Linked DNA regions of Rattus norvegicus: region 2 is linked to region 1. Evidence: chromatin contacts called from public Hi-C data. All regions are on one chromosome and are shown on one strand. Each heading gives the region's core, a stretch centred on a gene start, on an enhancer-like site or on the middle of the called end of the contact. The rest is flanking DNA. Distances are from core to core; before and after follow the strand shown. Region 1 has its middle 28 kb from the start of Srp9. Region 2 has its middle 20 kb from the start of Capn2.

Evidence for each region. Hi-C and Micro-C count contacts between places; a contact is called where the count stands out from the background.
Region 2: a contact with region 1 is called in a Hi-C map of Schwann cells, with 5 times the contacts expected there. The contact joins two enhancer-like sites. A contact is called at or near these places in 3 of 12 Hi-C or Micro-C datasets (Schwann cells, mammary epithelial cells and psoas muscle).

Annotation. Positions count from the first base shown.
Region 1 is chr13:96,390,490-96,393,478 of GRCr8, forward strand. No RefSeq gene overlaps it. Among named protein-coding and RNA genes, the nearest start is that of Srp9, 28 kb to the left of the region's middle. Within about 2 kb of position 1,417, at least 12 of the 93 cell types and tissues checked have an H3K27ac peak or open chromatin away from gene starts, as enhancers often do.
Region 2 is chr13:96,751,185-96,754,630 of GRCr8, forward strand. No RefSeq gene overlaps it. Among named protein-coding and RNA genes, the nearest start is that of Capn2, 20 kb to the left of the region's middle. Within about 2 kb of position 1,462, at least 83 of the 93 cell types and tissues checked have an H3K27ac peak or open chromatin away from gene starts, as enhancers often do.

The DNA.
Region 1 (2,989 bases), core at 167-2,666:
TGCTGCCCTGCACTGCCTGGGGAAGGCTCAGGGGCGTCTGACTAGAGAAGGGGTTGTCCTGTGGAATGCGTCGGAAAGGGTGACACATGGCAGCACAAGATGCCAAGCCAGGCTAGGAGCTGTCACTGCCTCCAGCAGCATAGTACTCTGCTGTCATGGACACCTACGAAGCCAGGCTTGGTCCTGCTGAGAGCTCCTGCTGGTTTGCCCTGGGACTGCGGGCTTTAGAACAGTGCAAGAGCCATGAGTGGTGAGGCTGGCTTATGTTGAAGTGAAGTTCCATTCCAAGTCGGTTATGGTAGAATTGTATGGAAGGGGACACTTCCTGGGCTTTAGAAGCAAATCCCTACTGACTTCCAAGGACCTTGTGCTCCCTCTTGGGCTTGTGAACTTACTGAGAGGCAACCAAGTTAGATGACTGTCTGGTAATTTTTCACTAAATTCTCTCCCTCCCTCTCTGAATGTGTGTGAATATGCATGAATGTGCCTGTGTGTGTGTGTGTGTGTGTGTGTGTATGTGAGTCTGTATGTGTGCCTGTGTGTGTGTGTATGTGTGAGTCTATATGTGTGCATGTGTGTGTGTGTGTGTATATGTAGGCCTGTGTGTGTGTATGTGAGTCTGTATGTGTGCATGTGTGTGTGTGCCTGTGTGTGTATATAGGCCTGTGTGTATGTGTGTGTGTGTGTGTGTGAGCCTGTATGTGTGCCTGTGTATGTGTGTGCATATATATATGTATGTGTGTGTGTGTGTGTGTGTGTGTGTGTGTGTGTGTGTGTGTGTGTATGTGTGTTCGGTCAGGATGTCCTACAGGAATGGGCTGTACACGCCCCCAAGTTAGACAGAGCCCACAGCCCACCCAGGGGGAGACCTGAGCAAGGTTTCTCTGTGTGACAGGCCAGGGAGTCCTGGAACTCCATCTGTAGACCAGGCTGGCCTCACACTCACAAAGATTCCCCTGCCTCGAGTGCTGGGATCAAAGGGGTTTACCATCACACCCCGTTTGCATATTTACTTCTAATGAAGGTCAGGTGCTACTGATGGCCTAGATCAGAAAGTTGTAAAGTAGTCCCAGAGGGGCAGGGACAACAACAGACCAGGTGGGTTCCTGGCATGCCGTGGTATTCTGGGCAAGCACCTCATCTTGCCTGTCTCCATAGTCTGTTCTCAAGGAATGAGGAACTTCTCACCATCCCATCCAGAGGCAAGAGTCAGCCCCATGCTGGGTTTGCCTAGGAAGGGGGCCTGGTGTTTCACTTGTGGGATCCCTGAGCACTGAGCAGCATGGAGAAGGCAGTGTCTCTTTCCTGCTGTGGGGGCCAGCTGGCAGCAAGACAAAGGCTCTTGGTTCATATCCGATCCCCTGCTGCGTACCCACAGGACGAGTCTGAGGTCATCCTGGTGCGGTTATTTTTGGAGGACGGCTGAGAAGCCACATATCCAGACAGAGCGTGTGGAGTCAGAGTCCCCGAGACTCCTGTGAGTGTCAGGCCTCACTTCACCCCCCTGGCTACCGTCCAGCTGACCGTTTGGCAGAGGGTCCTCCTGAGACCGTCTCTACCCTCGGCTTGTCATCTGATGGGCTGGTCTCATCATCTCTTCAGCATTCTTAGGTCAGGCCTGGGCCTCAAGTCACATAACTCCCTCTGGGGACAAGGTCTGGGTCCCTGCTTCACAGGGGCTCAAGTCACTGCCTGGTGGCAGTTCCTGGGTTAGACACAGCTGGCAGGGCTCATCTGGAGACAGGGAAGGCCACAGCTGTGGTGCTAGGGAAAGTGTCTCTGCAGGGGACCGCAGTGTCTCTGTGACTGATGGTTGTCACACCCTCATTCAGCTGACCTGTCCTGTATTCTGGCATTGCCAGGGCCATCTGCCACCTGGCTCCCCTCATGCATGCATACTCCTTGGAAGTATTCTGAGGTGGCTGGGACAACGGGTACTGTATGCTGTTAGCTCTATCGAGGCTTCCTTTCTCTGGAAGTGCAAACAGCTCTGTGAAGAAGCTGCAGAGGTAGGAACACACAGACTAGTTCCACTGTAGACTAACTGTGTGACTTTGAGCAGGCTAGCCCATCTCTCTGCGCCTTAGTTTCCCTGACTTTAATTATGGAGAGAAAAATGACTCCATTGCTTGAGGCTTAAATATGATTAAGCAAATACAGTGGCCCCTGGACCCATCAATTACATAGGATGTCTCTAAGCAACCAAATCAATCAGATATGGGAGTAGGTCTTAGGCGTTAGATATAATAATAACCTTCCCTGAGGTTCCAAGATTAAGTCACCAGCATGGAATACTTGTTCATGGCCAGAATTCTGGAGGAGGTCAGCACGGATTTGAAGTCTGGCTCAGTTACATATTTATGGGGCCTCTGTTTACCCATCTGTAAGATGGGAATAAAAGCACTTACTTCCCAGGGAAAACATGGGAATTAAAGGCAGTAGTAGATAGCAGGGCACCCCCAAATTGCCAGTGTCCCTAAGTGAGTCTCGGAAGAACAGGCCTTTGTGTGGTGGCTTCACCAGAGCACACAGCAGGAAGCTGTGCCTACTTCATGGTTGGCACGTCAAAATATATATAAACAAATGTAGACAAAGACATGACGAGAGTATTAGTGTTCTGAAGAGTCATAGAACTTGAGGAATGTCTCTATTAAGTGAATTTATTATAAGGACTTACACTCTGCCGTCCAACTAACCCAACAATGGGCAGCTGTGAATGGGAAGTCAAAAAGTCTAGAAGTTGCTCAGATCACACAAGGCTGGGTGTTTCAGCTGGTCTTCTGTAGAAGCTGGAATCCTGAAGAGGTAGGTTCCAACAGATGTGCTGGGAAGTTAAGTGCAAGCAGGCAGAGAAGAGTGAGCCTTCTTCCAGTGTGGCAGAAGGTGTGGCCCAGACTAAAGCTGTGTACCCCACCGTGACTGGATCTGGAACTTGTTTTCTCCCAGGCTGACCTTGAACTCAGAGATCTGCTTGCTTCGGTCTCCTGGG
Region 2 (3,446 bases), core at 212-2,711, 360 kb after region 1:
CATCACCAAGACCAAGTCCTTGGCAAAGAGCAACCCCTGGGGAAGATGGGTTTGTTTTGTTTGTGGTTTGAGAGGGCACAGTAGTCTATCATTGTGGTAAGGCATGGCAGAGACCGTGTGGCTGGCACGCCTTGGATCTGGGCACATCGGCAAGCAGAGACAGGCAAGGCTGGTGCTCAGTGATCTTTCTCCTTCCTTTTTTCCATATGTCTGTCCTAAGCTCTAGCTTACTAGGTAATGTCACCTACAGTAGCGTAGGTGCTCCCTCATTTAAAGCACTCTAGAGGCACTCTTGTGAGACACACCCAAAGATATACCTCATTGCTGCCTGACATCTTTCCTAACTCAATCAAGTTGATGGTCAAAACTTACCATTAATGCCAAACAATGTGGTGGGGAGGGATTCTTTAATTTTTCATTCATTCATTTGTTCACACATTCGTGTGTGTGAGTGTGTGTGTGTGTGTGTGTCTGTGCGCGCGTGCGTGCGTGAGTGCGTGTGTGTTTGGGGAAACCATGCACATACTACATGCATGCATGTACATGTGACTGTGTGTGTGTGTAGGTCACAGGACAATCTAAAGGAGTCTATTCCCTTTTACCGTTTTGTTCCAAGACTACGCAACTGTTCTTGGTCCTCAAACTGTGGGTCACGATCCCTTTTACAGGGGCCGCACGCCTGATATCCTGAATATCATTTACAGTACAATTCATAACAGTAGCAAAGTTAGAGTTATGAAGAGCAATGACAATAATCTTATGGTTGGGTTCACGGGAACCAGAGGAGCTAACTGTTTTAATTGTGAGAACCGATGTTCCCAGGAAGGAGCTGAGGTTGTCAGGCATAGCAGCAAGTAAGCACCTTTAGGGTACGGCTGGCTGGAGGATGGGCATATTAAGGCGACTTTATAGGGCTCTTTGTTAAAAGTAGAGGTTATGAGGTGTGCTCAGAAGGTTCAGGAGCCTGATCAGAGTTTAGTCAGGCAAAGAATCTTTGTGTAGGCGCTGATGGAGGCCAGAGGTGATCCTTGCAGGTACACAGAGGCCTGAGGGTGTCCGGTCAATAAAAGCAGTAGGGGTGGTGACCTGTGACAGTGTGTAGGAGAGGTGTCACAATAGATCCTGTCACCGGCATGCCAAGGGCAATGGAGGTGCACGCCTGGGAGCACAGCTCCCGTCAGGCGCAGTTTCCTACATCCCCAGCCCAGCTCAACCCCTCTCCTGCAGACCTGGGAAGGACTTGGGGTTCTTGATGATAATGACGTTCTGCAGCTTCCCCGGGCTTCTGCTCACTCACGATGGCACCCAGCACTCCCATCCCTTCCTTCACGATGACAGCTGTCAGGAGAGAAAATCTCTCTTTACTCTTGGGTGGAGCTCGGTGGGTTCCTTTGAGTACAGACAACTGTAAAGCTCCCTGAGATTTCCTGGACAAATAGGAATCGTCTTTATACCCAGATCACAGGGACCAATCAGTGGTGTATGACGTCAGAACCAGTCAGAAGGCGAGGGCAAAATGGCGGCTGTGAAGGCCACTTTGATGTTTCATTGGCTCCCTCGTGTGGCAAAATACAGTAATGTTATTTCAAGAAAAACAAAAACAAAAACAAAAAAACCATTTGATTCAACAAGGCAAAAAAGAAATCTCTACCTAAAAAAGCGGTTCCAGCACTAGCAATTAAAATTAGCAAAGTACACTGGCGTGTTTACCAAGGTCTGGATTTCAAAGCCCTCTGGAGTCTCATACCAACTCCTTCACAATATGTATGTGCTATCTGTCTCTATTCATGTACTTACCATACGTCCGTCATAGCAAATGTATGTATGTATGTATGTATGTATGTATGTATGTATGTATGTAGCAATTTAGTATCTACATATGCAACTATAATCTACCTATTATCTATAATGTATTTTTATCATCTACAATCTACAATCTATTATCCAAGTATCTATCTATCTATCTATCTATCTATCTATCTATCTATCATCAATCATCCTTATTAATAATCTATCATTATCTAGCCTATATCTGCCTATCTCTATCTATTATCTATTCATCATAATCTCCCTACTATCTATCATTTATCTGTCATCTCTCACTCTCTATCATCCATGTATAATCTCTTTGTTTACCTCTGCTTTATAAACCCACACAAAGAATCTGCCTCTAAAATCCCTTTGTATTACGTTTGTTCCCGCTGGCTGAGGCTTGGTGACTGTGGTAGGATGAGTGACAACTTCCTGAAGATGACCACACCCTAATCTTCCGAACCTGCACTGTTACTTTATAGGGTAGAAGGGACTTTGAAGAAGTGATGTCAAGGATCTTAAGACATGGTGAGACTCCCTTACTCTTCAGGTGGACCCAACATCACTACCAATTCCTTATGAGGGAGGCAGGAAGTTGAGTGGGAGGTGTCATGATAGCAGAAACCAGGAAATGATTTATGAGGCAGACCATAAACCAAGGTATGCAGTCAGGGTCTAAACACCAAGGATGGCCAGTACACGAACTTCTCCCGCACGCAGGGGGAACTCTAAGTTTAATCCAGTGAGATTGACTAAGACCCTTCAGCTCCTGAGCCACGGGAACTCTAAGTTTAATCCAGTGAGATTGAGTAAGACCCTTCAGCTCCTGAGCCACTCCATTTTTTACAGCGACCATAAGAATGTATGCAGCGGGAAGCTCCACAGTCTACACAGCCTGGAAGGCGGAACAGTAACTTCCCCTGTGCTCTGAGGGCTGGTTCTCACGCACACCACTCAGGACATGGCTGTGGGGCAAGTTCCCAGAGAAGGGAGTGGAAGGAAGATTCCTTTGTGGGAGGTTGGGGTGACACTTACTCACCTTTGGGGCCCACTGTTACAAATAGCTAAAGATGAATGAGTCCGTCCGGTGTCTGATGTCTGGCAGGGCTGGGATCATCAATTCTCTCTGGACCCCTCTACATTTTATCATTTCTCTCTTAAAGCTTTCAGTTTGCACGTGTTAATCATGCACATGCTTTTATTATTACATGTTCACGCATGCATATGGTGTGTTTTGATCGTGTGAACCCCTGACTGCCCTCTCTGGTCTGCCCTCACTCTGCAGACCTCCCTCTTCATAGTTGGCCCCCCTTCCCTCACAACTTTCCCTCTCTTGGGGGGGGGGAAGCAATCACTGTAGTTAATGGCACTAACAGAAGCAAGGGTGTAAGGTTACTTACTGGCGAATGGGCATCTCTCTAGCGGCTACACCACTGAAGAAAAATGTTTCTCCCTCAACGACCACTGATTGCCTATAGATCCTCAGGGTTGGGTCTCACCCATGACAGAATGTTTACAGATCCAATCTCTTACCATTTACCTAAAAAAAAATTTAAGCAACATTTTGTTAATTCTTTGATGATTTCACTACATTTACACTCCCCAACGTCTCTCATTACCACCTTCTCCACCCC